Linked DNA regions of Astyanax mexicanus: region 2 is linked to region 1. Evidence: chromatin contacts called from public Hi-C data. All regions are on one chromosome and are shown on one strand. Each heading gives the region's core, a stretch centred on a gene start, on an enhancer-like site or on the middle of the called end of the contact. The rest is flanking DNA. Distances are from core to core; before and after follow the strand shown. Region 1 holds the start of net1 (neuroepithelial cell transforming 1). Region 2 holds the start of asb13a.2 (ankyrin repeat and SOCS box containing 13a, tandem duplicate 2).

What was found. Hi-C and Micro-C count contacts between places; a contact is called where the count stands out from the background.
Region 2: a Hi-C map of muscle shows a contact between it and region 1, with 15 times the contacts expected there. The contact joins the promoter of asb13a.2 here to the promoter of net1 in region 1. A contact is called at or near these places in 2 of 3 Hi-C or Micro-C datasets (both in muscle).

Annotation. Positions count from the first base shown.
Region 1 is chr2:8,470,632-8,478,414 of AstMex3_surface, forward strand. It overlaps net1 (neuroepithelial cell transforming 1), which reads left to right and starts at 3,445. Exons shown (of 10, transcript XM_015606657.3): 1 at 3,445-3,698. The coding sequence starts at 3,562.
Region 2 is chr2:8,621,895-8,629,677 of AstMex3_surface, forward strand. It overlaps asb13a.2 (ankyrin repeat and SOCS box containing 13a, tandem duplicate 2), which reads right to left and starts at 5,128. Exons shown (of 7, transcript XM_049473302.1): 1 at 4,921-5,128; 2 at 3,197-3,384; 3 at 2,316-2,472; 4 at 1,348-1,482; 5 at 983-1,174. The coding sequence starts at 4,963. It overlaps asb13a.1 (ankyrin repeat and SOCS box containing 13a, tandem duplicate 1), which reads right to left. Exons shown (of 6, transcript XM_007252400.4): 3 at 7,518-7,674; 4 at 6,806-6,940; 5 at 6,481-6,672; 6 at 5,922-6,222. The coding sequence ends at 6,071.

The sequences.
Region 1 (7,783 bases), core at 2,195-4,694:
TTTGCTTGATAGAAAAAAACTGAACATACAAGTTGTTCTGTCCGTGTTACTGTTCAAACAGCTCCATTCAAAAGCCCATCTGTGGAGCTGCGACATTATGAAATACTCACCTCATAAAGTCTGACTGTTCGCTGTGTTTATAAAGACCTTAAACACTGCTCTGTTTAATAAAACATTATTATTTTTATTGTATTTAATAATTTTTTGCAGAGTAGTTTAAATTATGTTATATCATGCTGTTGAAGCCTCATAATTGAACACATGCCTGCTATTTATAATGTAACTACCTGTCCTTACACTACATATTTCTATATACATATGCACACATGTTCTGCTCCTACTGCCACTGTAATCAAAAGCAGCTAAATCATTTCACTACTCAAAGTCAGACATTATTAAATTCATCAGAAAACATTTTGTTATAAAGCATATATTTATTGTGTTGGGATTCAAAACGACCTTATTCATTTAAATGAATTGAGACCTAATTAACACATAAAAATGATGATGCTAATCAGCACTGCATTAATGCATAATTATACAATGCCTCTTCAGAACAAGCCTACTGCCAGTCATTAGCACAGCTTAACATCTTCTAAACATCCACTCCAGCAAAGAGCTCATCTACTGAAGGACACCAGTGGCCTGGGCAGCAGGTGTGCATGACCGTGACATTTAAATCTACAGAAATGTTTGTTAGGGCAATATTTTGTGTAACTTTATATATAATGTGGGTGTTTACATGCCTTCAATTATCTAAATATAATCAGATTTCTGAAGTTATATTTATAAAGTTATTTTTTTTTGCTAAATGTAGTTACAAAAACAGTATAAACTTAGACTGTTTTTTTTTCAATATTACTGCCCATAGGGTGTATGTAAAGATGCCAAAATGGACTGTTCAAGTCCAGCAAATTTATGATTTTAAAGCACAGTTATAAAAGCCTCAACATAATTTTAATATATTATAATGGTTTACACCATTTTTTCTTTTTCCACTTTTTGTGTTTCTTTTATTATTAATATTTTTATTATACTATGTAAAAATTAGTTTTAGCTGTTTTTTCTTGTATTAATCTTATCTTCTTTTGGTCTTAATTTCTTTTCAATTAAAACAAATTTCTATATTTGATTTATTGTTATTTTAAAATAAATAAATCCTTTTTTTTGTCATGTTAATACAAAAACTTGACTACATTAAAAATTAGGGTTGCCCTTAATGTACTTCAAGTCAACCCTGCAGGCACATAGAAGTATTAGAGGTTATCCTTACGTAAAAAAAAATGTTGTGTCTGATGTCATGACATTCAACCTGAAATTAACTTCTATTGATGTTGGTGCCAGATGGGAAAATAAAGGTTGATTGATTGACTGATTGATTGTACAGCTGATTCTTCAATTCTGGGCTCACTTTACAACAATACCTCTACAGTGTGGCTGTGACTAATAAACTGTAGTGGGTGGAGAACATGAAGCCTGTTGGAGTGGTGTCTGTCTATTGTAATTGTGGCTGAGAATATTTGTTTTATGCGAGCCTTTGTTGTGCTGATGAACATTCAGACACTGAATAGTCTGTTTGCGCTGGGCTCCAGCTCACGTGGGCGTTTAACAGAATCAAGCTGCCTGCCAAATGAGCTGAAAGCCGAAAGCAGCTGAATGTGAGATGCGCTGAGCAGAGAGGTTAACTGGTTGGGCAGGTGGCAGGTGGCTTGGGATTCTGAAGCTAAAGAACATCAGTTAGGTTATATTACAAAACCACTGTAATTACCCATAAGGGCTGGAGAAGAAAGAGTGGCGTGTGTGAATATTACTCTAGGCATGGTCTGATTGACTGAAAACACTGTGTGGAATGTGATGCCTTGCTCAGAACAAATTAACAGAGATCTGATAAATGGTTAAAGAGGATGTTTGGCCCAATATGCATGATCACATCCTCTGGGACTCTTCACTTTATCCTTCTTAACCAGGCATGAGAAGCTGGAGAAGCTGTGGGGTTTATTTGCCAACTCTTTCTCTTACCCAGCAGAAGAACTCACAGTATTAGCTCTGTTCTCACACTCATACACCATACTTGCTATTTATCACACATTTTAATGATCCCTCTTTCCCTTAAAAACACCTCTGGATGAATCTGACTGCTGCTAGTTTCTACATCTGCCTCTCTGAAGCCAATCCAGCTTTTATATCAACAATAAACATAAAACGAAATAAAATAACATTGCTGTTCCTGGAAATTACCTGTGGGCGCACCTTCAAAGCATGAATGTGCAGGCCAGTAATCCTCTGCTGAGATGCGCAAAGCACTGCACTGTTAAGATACCAACGTGCCAAAGTCAGAGCACACCTGCCTCTGGCAAGTGAAACGGTGATTGGTTTGTTTCACATTACACCCAAAACACATCTATGATTAAGTCATAACCTTTATAACTCACACATTTAGGACATTTGAAGTCACAGCTCGGAAAAAGAATATAAGTGTCCATAAATTTACAATAAATAGTAAAATAAATAGACAAGCAGTATAAGACAGAAGAGGACATCATAAATATTGGCATGGAAACCATAGTAAATATAAAATATTGCAGCAAAGTTATACATTATACATCATATGTATTGCATATTAGAGGTGAATAATTAATTCTGGTATGTAGATGTATAAGTAAGTGTAAGTAGTTAAATTCAAGGGTAATTGAGAGATAAGTCAGGACACATAAGCCTAATATGTGTGATAATTAGCCTGCATTAAAAGAACGTTTTTTTTGTCCTAAATGATCGTAATACCTCCTAAAACTATTAAAGTGTTCACCAGAATATGCTGCCTTCAAGTCATCATCGAAAATTCGTACTTACATAAGACGAATATGACTCGCATTAGTTGAGTGATTTTTTTTATCCCATTAGAACCGTAAATAATATTAGACTTTTACACTTATTTTTCATGTATTGCTAGTGATTTTATTAGTTAGCTTATAACAAACTGCAAGTGTTAAGCGGTTTACATTACGAACTGTCTGCATCAATTTATTTAATGTATTTATTAATTTAAATAAATGTAATTAATTTATTTATCTCTTGTTACTGACACGCCCCCAACTGGGAAACTCCGGCCTGGTCTAAAAATATGTGTTTCCCACTGGTAAATACGAGTTTGTGGTGGCGTTCATGTGCTCTTATCTTGTAAATACGAGATATAAAAATATTTTCGACACAGCTTGAAGGTAGCATAACAAAAACGAAGCAAGTGTTAACGCATGCGCAGAGTACCGTTGGTCTGAAACTGCTGCTTTAAATCCGCTGCTCTGCAGACAGAGAAGACGCCCGCGTGACTCCGCCCATTCCAGCCCGTATCGTAGCAACCCTGGCCCTATCTTCTTCCCTATTGGTCAGAATTCAAGGTTCCGCCATATTCAAACCTTTTCGGTGTCCGTTTGAATACATTCCCTTCCCCCCGCTTTCATTCACTAATATTACTCCCATATCCGTTTATAATAATTCGGTTAGTTTACATTTCAGCTCCGGCTTTGTTTACAGCGCACCGCATTTTTAGGTCTGTTATTTTCAATGGAGGACATAGATGAGCCACAGACTGCGCCGCCCGCTGCTGCAAATAAGAGGCCGAAGAGGAAAGCGAGTCTGCGGAGAAAGTCTGTTGTGGCGGACGCGGAGCCCGAGTCCCCCGGGAGCAGCGACCGGAGACGGTGAGGGGACAGGGCAGCCAGCCGCTCAGCCAGCAGGCTCCTCTTAGTTAACTAACAAAATATGACTTCTTTATTCTTTATGTGCAGAATTCTAGTTACGTAGCTAGCTGTGTTTTGAAGTTAGCTCGCTAACTAGCTAACACATGAGCTAGGCTATCTAAGTAACTTAGCTGCTGGCTAACTGGTACATAAATCAACCATATTCGACAGCTGTTTTAGCAACTTGGCTAACTAGCTTAGCTAGCTAACTTACTAGCCGTAGCCTGTTTATGTCTAGGCCTCGCTGTTCTCTCGCACACAAATTTAGACTTTCCTTCCTTATAAGCTTGGTTGAGACAATTAATTAGTTAGCTATCTAACTAACTAACAATAATAAACTATCCAGCAGGTAGCTAGATATAGTGTTGGGTTAGATGGTAACTTTTTGTAGTTCGCTACTTCATTATCTACATTTAAAAAACACTAGCTGTTAGTGTATACACATTGATTAGACATAACATTAGAAACACCTGCCCAGTATTGTGTATTTACGTTACCTCTTGTGCCGAGAAAACGTTATGTTTTAGCATAGCCTCTAAATGAGCTCTAAACCTGTCCCATGATATATGGCACCAATTTGTTAGCAGCAGATCCTTAAAGTCCTGTGCTTACTGCATGAAAGGTGCCACTATAACAACATCACCAGTTTTATTCACTTAATGATTTGCACTAAGATACTGCATTTTTTATTTTTGTAATAAAACTACTACTACTATTACTACTGTTTTTTGTAAATGTGCAATTGCGTAAATATGCAATTGCGGAAGTTAGATATTCTGTTTGTGATCAGCAGTAAATATTCCCTCAACACTGTAATGTGATTGATTACACTTTTACATACTTGTTTACAAGCTAGTGCAGCGTAAGAATCTGCTCATTAAACTCTGCTACTTAACCAGCCATTAGAATGTTAAAGTAAGTTTGTGCTTGTAACGGAAACACTGTACATTTTGCAAGTCATACAGGATTTTCATTTTAAATACTGATATTTTCATGTTCTGTAGTTCTTCTGTTCCCCCACACGGTGGAGCTCAATTCACACTGATTAGAATACATCATTAATGAGCCTGTGCTTCAGAGGCAGCTGTAAGTTGGTCCTGTCTGTAAAGATAACACACTGACATAACCGTCTTGCTTATAAATATTTCCCAAATTACAGAAAGAGTGCAGCTTGATTAAAGGAAATATGGTTAGTGAGAATTTGCTATGTTTCTCTAATCTTTCTGAAACAAATGTAATGATGCTCTCTGTAATATGGCAATATGGCAAGAGTTCATGTCCAAAACTTATCCAAACATGGTAACTTCTCTTTTTAGCCAGATTTCTCCAGTAAGTCCTGTGAAAGAGCAGGAATAGCATGAAGAAAAGCTGTTCTCTTAAGTTCTAAGATAAGTAGGGAAGAGTTTACATTGGCAAAGCTGCTGGTTTCCTCTTTCGTGTTGGTTGGGTGCTTTCAGTACCTCCTGCCAATCCCCACACAACCTTTGACTTCCCAAATGTCAGCAGAGCTACAGTCTGAACAGTTAAAGTTCCAGATAAAACTGAAAAAGAGGTTATAAATGTGTATTGATTATGATTTTTGGTGATGTATAGAACCATTTAAAATGAACACTGGTTTGCTTGTTTTGAACTGATACCAACATTTTTTTTCCTTTTGGTCAGACCGAATTTTGAGCCTGGGCCATCACTCACAGCACCGGTTACACCTGGTTCAAAGATCTGTACCTAACTGGGATGTAGGCAGCTAAATCAGTACAGTGGTAAAGAGCTAGAACGGTTTAAGCATCCAAATAGATTGTGTAAGATTGTGTAATTGAATTGAGCATGCTAAAAAATACTTGTATACGTGTATTGTGGTGCAGTCAGAGTGGATAATTCTTGTGATTTTTAACATGAATTCTTTTGTGCTCTCATTTAGCTCACCAGACCTCTTGAGTTCTAACTATACATTTCTTTGATTTAATGATGCATGAATGAGCAGATAAAGGCTGTGACGGTGACATATCCAATGTAGGCAAAATATCTACTATTGGATTAAATATATGTACAAATTTACTATTTCATTTTTTTATATTGCAATGTATATCATAGAACAACAAAATATTTTTCAAGAAATGTTTTTTTTCCAATATCATGCAGCCCTAATTGAAAGCCCTAAATGTCCCTTACTTTTAGGTAAGATTTATCCCATGCCTGTGTTGTAGGGCTGCAATGGTTAGTCAATATGATCGACAATGTCGATTATGTAAATTTGTCGACTAATTGTTAATTTGTATGGGAGATGGGTAAAAGGCTCACTCACACAGTTTACACTCTTATTACACACTTATTCTGTGTCTCCAAAAGTGCCCAAACACAACAGATTACATATTTAATAACTAAATATTAGTACTTTCCACAACATTTAGACATTAAATGCCTTTTAAATCTCTTGTTCTACTGTTCTCCCTACCGTTTTTAGAGATGGGGACATGGCAGAAATAATCATTGACTGATCGAAAAAATAATCATCAGATTAGTCGACTATCAAAATAATAATTAGTTGCAGCCCTACTCTGTTGACTGGTCAATATCTCTGAATATTAGCTGCAATAAGGATTCATTTTGCATGAAAATGTATAACACTTATAAGAATACATGCTCTCTACCTTACTTAACATTAATTATGTGAAGAATAATCATTCTCTTAAACAATGAGTTATTTCCAGTGTAGATTTGACATAGGATGCAGTACTGAAGTTTTGATTTCAAATTACTAGAAAGGTGTAAATTTTTCAGCAAGGCACCTCCATGCTCTCCTAATGATTTCCCCGCTGTAATGTGTGTGTCTGGATGGCAGGTTCTTTGGAATCACTCATAACAAGACGTGCTCTCTACACACCCTTATGGTGGTATTGTGTAATCTACCCCACTAGTATGTCTATGATATCAGCAGAAGCTACTTGTGTTTTAACTATGCTCTTGCGCACACAAGAAAAGGCTATTCGGTCATTTTGTTAGCTATCGTTAGTCATTTAGGGATAGTCTCAGTTATCCTTAGTCATTATTACATTTCACATAAATATCAATTGTTAGATTGAAGGGGTTTGTGTACTCTCAGCTACCGGTACTTTAAGGTTCCCGGATTGCTGACACAGATCTGGAAATAAACATACAATATTGTTTTCCAGTATAGAAGTACTGCCAATAGAATATGACTCTTTTGAAGCAGATATACATCCATTTATTTTCACCATGCCTAATACCAGGCATGGATTATAAATGCCTTGTAAGACATGTTATTGCAACCGGAAACACAATTAACTACAAAGTGTAAGTGCAGTTGGTAAAATCTTATCAGATACAATCCAGACACAGGTCACATTTAAGTGACCAGGTGTTAACAAAATCTTAATCCTACAGTGTTAGATGGATGGGCATATTTTAAGAGAGAGAAAGGGGTAGCTCAGCTAAGTGGAATCTAATAATGTGTCTCAGAAGAGCTATGTTGCCTTCAACAGGTTTGTTTAGAGGTGGAATATTGATATATTGTAGGATTGTGATAATACATTTAGCAATACTGTATAGATTCTCAAAAATAGTGTTAATTTTCAATGGTTTACTTGCAAAAATAGGGAGAAGAGTGTGATTTGATTTTGTGTTGTTTAACCCCTTAAACACTGTTTAGTAAAGTGTAGTAAATTGATTAGCTTCCAAATAATTAATTACAAAAATTATTACCCTAGAGTTAAGAAGTTAAACCCCTGTCTGGGTTTGATGGCAGTGTTTAAAATCAGTCTTTAGATCCAACTGTTCTGTGTGTATACAGAGTTAGTCTTACGTTTTACTCACAGTTTTATAAATATGATTTTTGCTTTTAAAAATCTCTGTATATCACAATACTTACAGTACTGCGATATATCGTAAAATGTGTATCCTGATACTATCTTATTGCCAGTTTCTGCCCAAAAACATAGCCCTAATTTAACTCTGCTTGAGGGGTGTAAAGCCCCTCAACACTGAGCTGGAATGATTGTGTTCTGTAAGTACTTTTGGGATGAGTTCGG
Region 2 (7,783 bases), core at 3,878-6,377, 150 kb after region 1:
ACCTACAAGAGGAAGCAGCTAAGAGGGAGTCTCTAATAAAGTGGACAGTGTGTGAACACAAGTGTTTAAAAACTCCAGCAGCACTGCTGTGTTTATTTATTTAAACACATTTTTTTTTCAAAATGCTTTGAGCCATTTACACCAGGTTATTTCATGTGACAAATGTGTGGATTGTATCCTGATAAGATTTTAGTCACATGCATTTACACTTGGTAATGAAATTTGTGTCTCCTACTAGTCAGGGTGAAAATTTCTGTGTGGGTTGGAATATGCAAATTAGCTTGAAATACCCATAGTGTTGTAGTTGTAGGGTGGGTTTAGAAATTCATTGAAAACATTTTTTTAGCATCTTGAGTGCATCTATATATATATATATATTTATTTATTTATTTATTTTTACTTAATATTTTTTCTCAATATATATTGTTTTACTTTTTCCTCAGTATTTTATTTTATAGCACTTATACAATAAAATATAAATGGTATAAATAATCAGCACACAGATGACTTGATTTGACTATAAGGTTAAGAGTCTGAAAGAGCAAGAAATGGAAACAGCCATTTGGAAAGTAGGTCAAGTGCGCCACTTAGTGGTCGTTTTGAAAATTTTCATAGTAAAAGTGTTCCAGTAATTTCAACACTGATCTTTTTTGAACATCCATTATCTTTTGCTATTTTGGCATAATAATGAGTATTATGGTGTCAAAACTTTATATAAATACCAGCAATAATAAAGAAATGATAATAATTAACATTATATAATAATCACAACATTTATAAACTATCTAGGTAAAAGTATTAGGATGCTACTTGTTTCTTCTAATATAAGGATTATTAAAAAAGAGTTTATCTTGCTTTTGTTGGAGTTACATCTCTTCTATCCAGGGAACACATTCTTCTACATGTTGGAGAATTGCTGGGAGGATTTGATTGCATTCTGCAACATATGCATTAGTGGCACTGCATGTTATAGTCTACTCACTCTCATAAAGCTGCAGACAGTGAGCAGACGGCGTGTCAGGTCTGGTGTAGTCACCCGGCTTTTTCTCGTGCTTGTCTCTGACGTACACGTTTGCGCCGAATTCCACCAGCAGGTTGATCATTTCCAAGCTGTTGGCTTTGGCTGCGTGGTGCAGTGCTGTCTCGTGCAGACGGGCTGCGTTTACTTTAGCTCCTTGCACAGACACATTTAGAAAAACACACAAATATTTTCAAATATTCCACACATTTCTCTGAATAGATATTTTTGCACAATGAAGGCACTGCTTTCCTCAGACCATTAAAGCTATACATTAATGTCTTTCTGCTCAGAACTTTGGTTCCAGAAGATTTTCGTTGCATCTTTACCTGCGTTGAGTAACACCTTCACACACTCCAGGTGTTTGTGAGCGCAGGCTACATGTAGTGGAGTCCCATTGTACAGATCATAGGCTTCTAGACTGGCTCCTTTAGATATCATTAGCTTTACACACTCAGAACTGCCTGTACAGTACACACAAACACAGACACTAATAGGTGCACATACAGATGAAACACAATCACTACACAGTATCACTATACACTAGTCACTTTCATACTAGCTGTGCACTAAGGGTGGGCAATATTACACAATTATGTAGTGTAAAGATATGAAACACCACAGTACTGAATGTGTACATTTAGTCAATTTTTCTGTTTGAAATCATGGTTTTAAAATGTCATTTAAAAGTTGTATATTTTAAATGATTTTGTTTGTTTTACTGTAGCAATGTCCCAACATTAAATGAGTTAAATAAGAATAATAAAATAATGAACAGATATTTAGTTAGACGTTATGATGTTAGAAGTTAATAGCAGTTCATAATAGTAGTTAATAATAGTAGGTAATAGTAGTTGTTGTTAAAAGGTTCTCTATAATGGATTTTTTATGTCTTTTGTGTAATACATGCCGATGTTCAATTAATACAATACTGCATTGTACATTTTTTGCATTTTTTTTTCTCATTTCAGCTTAAATGCCAGTAGCAATACCTCCTTCGTACTAATATTTAATACTTTTTGTCCTAGTAATATTATCAGTTGTAAAGATCTATAAAGCAATTCTGACTTATTATATCACCAATACAACATCAATAGCTTCTAGGTTTGTACTTAATATTTTGAGGGAAAAAAAAGGAATTTAATGTAAATAAAAAATAAAAATAAAAAAAGAATTACAGCTTGTATTACTTGTGGTATTTAAGGCTAAACATTAAGCCATATTACTGCTCCTGTGTAGTACATATAGAACAAGGGATTTTTGTATGTAGAGTGTATGTATAGCTCCACTCTCTCACCGCCCATGCAGGCCTCGTGTAGTGGCGAGGTGGTGCGAGAAGTGAGGGCAGGGTTGACCTTTGCACCGTAGTCCAGCAGCAGCTGCACACACTCGAAGTTACCGACAGAACACGCCTCACACAGAGGAGTGCTGCCGTCCACGTTCCTCGCGTCCACCTGAAGTCCAGCCAGAAGAAACAATCCTAACTCGTCACTCAAGTTAGTATGTAAGCTAGCTCTCTGCTAACCTTAGTTCTCTCCTCTGTAACCTTAGCTAACTCACTGCTAAAGTTACTATGTTAGCTAGTTCACCGCTAATGTTAGCTAGCTCTCCGCTCCTGGGATTAGATGCTGACGATATACGTTTCCCCACCAGCATTAAACGCACCGTCTGAAAACTTAACACCTACAGCAAATTTACTGTCATTTTAAGACAATTTAAGACCTTAATTACCCAGATTTTAATTTAAGTCATTTTAAGATATTTTTAAGGCTTGCCCATTTTTCTGCTTCCAACATTTTAAGGGCTGTTGGTGCACTTGCTGCCTAATATCTCCACCCCTTGAAATTACAATAAAATGTTAGTGGTATAATGTTATAGGTTATCATTACAAATTATGCCCTAACTATGTCCCATGATAGATAAGCCCTGCCAGAGTTGCCTGTCTGTTATCATGAACAATTCTAGCCTGATGCTTCCGGTCAAGATCATCATGGTATTCCCAAGTGGAGGTAACACTTAATAATCAAATTACATGTTGCAATCCCATGGCTTTTGTCATTTTGTATACAATACTGTAACAATACTTTATCCGAAGCAGTCTTGAAACACCAAGTTATAAAAAAGACAGGTATTAAAATGATAAATCTTCTCGTAGTAAATATAAAACATGACTCTAACCTGTGCTCCAGCATCCAGCAGCAGCCTCACACACTGCGTCTGTCCCCGAACAGCGGCCTCGTGGAGTGGAGTGATGGAGTCTACAGCTACAATATTGACTGAAGCTCCGCTCTGGATTAGACTCTGCAGCTGGCTCACCTGTCCATGATAAGCAGCCTTATGTACTTCTGTCCTCTCCGACCAGAAACCTAACACACACACACACACACACACACACACACAAATACAAATACAAAGAACAGTTTATTTCTAGTATGTACAATTCACTATAGACAAGATCCCAAACTAAAAAAAAATTGTTATGTTCACAATAAAAGCACATTGCTCAAATCCGATTTTTTACTCAGATCAGATTTGCTGAATTTTGACGGTTCACATTCACAAACCTAAGTGAGCTGTATCTGTGAGTACGAATGTGAACGAATCTGTCCCTGAAACGCTGCCTCACATGTGCACATTGATGCGTGTATATACATGGCCTTCTTCACCAAAAAAACGCCATATTTGAGAGGCTCATAGCTTTACAAGGTGAAATTGATGCACTGGCAGCTCATATGTGGAGCATCTTTTGCTGGAGTGGAGAATAAAAAGCTGGTCTGAAGTTATACTTAAGTTGAGGAGGTGAAAAAGGTCAGGCGGTTTTCTTTTGCTGTTTTTTCAGCTATAGATGCACTGCTGCACCAAGAGATGTGTGGGTACGAGAGAGAAGCACGTAGCACATGCGTAAGAGCAAAAAGATGCATAAATTCTTATTTAACTGTTCACATACATGTCGCATGTCCATGGATCGGATACATATCCGATTTAAAACCACATATGAAAGTGACCTCGAAAAATTCAGATTTGGCACGTTCACAAAGCCATAAAAAATCAGATCTAAGCCACATTGAGCAAAAAATCACTGAGTAGAAGTTAGAACTAGGACCAGTGAGTTTTTTTGGCTTTCTCGGTCACATGACATCATGTTCAGTAGCTCCTTGGTTTCCACTGGCTGTTTGGTTAACATGGATTGTAATTACCATGTGTGGCAATGGGCAAAAAACTCAGATGTGAGTCTGGACAGGACTAAAATTACCGGAGGACCACGGAGGTCAGCGGAAAACAGTAGATAATTCAGCCTGTATTTTTTTCAGCGGACGTCTGAGAAAAACAGGTACATGGTTGTTCCGTGCGGGAATAAAATCTATAAAAGAAAAAAATTACACCAGGACCCCCTGAGAAACTAATCCCGTCCAGATAGGGCTAAAGAGTAAAGGACAGAGAGTGAACACAGTGTTTAAAAACTCCAGCATCACTGCTGCTGTATCTGATCCACTTATACAAGCACATCCCACACTAGCACCTCATAGACAACCACCATTTCACCATGTCAGTATCACTACAGTGCTAAGAATAATGACCCACCACCCAAATAATACCAGCTCTGAAAACATGAGTGTAGAAACATGGAGGTGGTCATAATGTTATGCCTAATAGGTGTACAGCTGCGTGTTCTAAATGAGATCATATACAAAACCGTGATGTGACAGTATTATAAACTAAAGAACTGTACGTTTTAGAGCGTATATTATCTATTAACTTTGGCAGTAGGCCTGTACTGACAGCTGAATCTCATGCAGTGTGAGTAGATGAGCACATGCCGTCACAACACCGGCTTCTCTAACACTCATGGCGCTGCTGCAATAAATGTCCTGAATAAACGAGCTCCGTGCCCTCAGACTCACCGATATCACCGAAGAAATACGGCACTGCTGTTTCCACCTCCATCCTCCTACTTAAACTAATAAATACCGACTAAAACCAACCAAATTCTCTTTAAAACACCGCTACACTGAATACTGTAGCTATAAACATGCCGTGTTTACAAATGCGGCAAGCGTACCACGTGGTCGCTCCTGCTTCAGCTCCGACCCGACAAGGCATTATGGGAGTTGTAGTGCAGTCATATCAGAGCCGGTGTGTAAAAAGCCTGCCCATTTTATACACTGCCCGGGCAAAAAAAACGTCACACACTCTAATATTTGGTTGGACCGCCTTTAGCTTCGATTTCAGCACATTCATTGTTTCTCTGATTGTACAAAATTGAAAAACTCTGGAATATAATCAAGATGGATGATTACAAGCCATCAAACCAAATCTATCCAAAAGCAGTGTGTAAGACTGGTGGAGGATAACTTGCCAAAATGCATGAAAACTGTGATTCAAAACCAATGTTTCTTCTTTAATCTTCTTCAATGTGACAAGATTTTTTTCAATCCACTGTTGCATTAAATTTTCACCAAGATCTTGCAGCATTGATGATGGTAGAGACTGACTGACCGCTGCGCAAAGTCTTCTCCAGTACAAACCCTGAAAATTCTCAGTGGGTTTAAGGTGATGCCCAATCCATGTGTGAAAATGATGATCTCTGAACCACTCTTTCACAATTCCAGCCCGATGAATCCTGGCATTGTCATCTTGGAATATTCTGGAGTTACAGCCAGATCAAGTTTAAAGGCTTATAAGTGGAACTGAAAAGCTTTAAAATGATCTATGTGGTACTGGAATTTTTTATTGTTTTGTGTTAAGCAAAATAGTATTTCAAACATTGATCAAACATTGCTCAAATCCTCCATTTAAACCCATTCATTTGGGTTGTAATCCCTCAGGATCAGTTATGCTCCTCTCTAGAAGTTCTCTGATAACATTTATCTCACGGTCATGCCAAGCCAAAAGAAAAAAAAACTAATATTTATTTTTTATTACATTTATACATTATTACAATCATAACATTCATGGCACCACATTATAAGACCTTAGCAGCTAAAAGTGCAAAAACAAAGTCCATGGACTCGTTTTCCTCTTTGCATTATTGTGTTCAGCTTTAATACAGTATTATAATTCAGTTGTGCTGGACCATTGTTTATAACAGAGGTAACTGATTATGCGCTGTGAGATGTCCAGTTTGGTCACAACCTGCAGAGCTCTGATTCCCAGCATTGTCCTCAGTGCAATACGGCTCAGCTGCTGCAGAGAGAGAGGAATATCTGTAGAAAACACACACAAGAGTTACAGATGCATGTAAATGCTTGGGTTACTTGGATTAATTAATGTGAATAGCTTTGAACAATCTGGGTTTAAAAAAATATTTTTAAAACAGAACAAAGTCACCATGATTTTTTTATATATATATATACATTTATTTTTGGATATTAAACATTAAAAGTTAAGAAGCCTTTTTCTATTTCCTGCAAAGCCAAAAAAACCAGTAAACAGACAGTTTTATAATCAGGCAGTGCTCTCACTTTCAAAGTGCTGTAGACAGAGGTGAGCTGGAGAGCCAGGAGTGGTGTAGTCTATGGGTTTGCGACCCAGATTATCTGTGACGTAAATGTTTCCCCCAAACTCCACCAGAAGCTCAATGAGGTCCGTCCGGCACACTTTCGCAGCATGATGGAGAGCTGTCTCATGGAACTTTATGGCATTCACTCTGGCACCTTTAAACATAGTGCTTTTATTCTTTTCAGAAACATTATTGAGATCATTTCAAAGCAGGTAAGATTTTTAATGTATAATAGAGCATAAAATAGTCTGAATGTTCCTTATAAGATAGTACAATCAAATACTCACCTGCATTAAGGAGCAGCAGAGCACATTCCACATGTTCTTTAGCACAGGCTGCATGCAGCGGCGTCCCGAAGTAAATGTCAAACGCCTCCAGCTGTGCTCCCCTTGATAATATCAGCTTTACACACTCTGGATTACCTGCACCAAACATAGTGATTCTAATGAACGGAGATATCCATATACAGCTCTGGAAAAAATCAGAACTCAGGTAATGGTTTAGACGCAATTAAAAGTTAATTAAAGATTACAGCAAAGGGAAATTACTTGTAAATTGCACAGTATGGTTAATCATAATTAATATGACCAAATACATAAACTATTAAGGGTATTTTTAAAGAGTAGTGTGGCTTTCAGGTTTATTTTTAAGATAGATGATATGGCAAACGTGTGATGTTATAATACAAAAAAACGTTTTCATGGTATTTTGTTTTCCTGAGGTTTATGAACAAATGGGAATAGACACACTTAAGAACAAATATAACATTGGTCTATCAAACAGTAAAAATTAGTAAACATTTAAAGGATGTCAGAATCATTTATTCTGTCAAAACAACTGCTAATGATTTATAGTCATAACATGCTATTATTGTTCTGCTATATCTTTTTATCCATCCAGTATTTAGATCAATAGATTATGTTTGCTCATAGATGAGTTGTACAGCTGGACTATGATCACACACACTGGGTTTGTAATACTGCTTCTGATTGGTCTTACCTCGGATGCAGGCCTCGTGGAGTGGGGAGGCAGTGAGGGCAGTGAGGGTGGGGTTGACTGAAGCACCATGATCCAGAAGCAGCCTCACACACTCCACACTGCCTGCTGCACATGCATAGCACAGAGGGGTGCTACCATGGATATTCCTCACATCAACCTTAAAAGCATGACAGGTGGAGTGAGGGGTCTGAAATCGTTTAGTTGGTAAATTTCAAAAGAACTGCTTGCTTCAGGTTCTTCCTATAATGTTTTGTTTAAAATAAGGT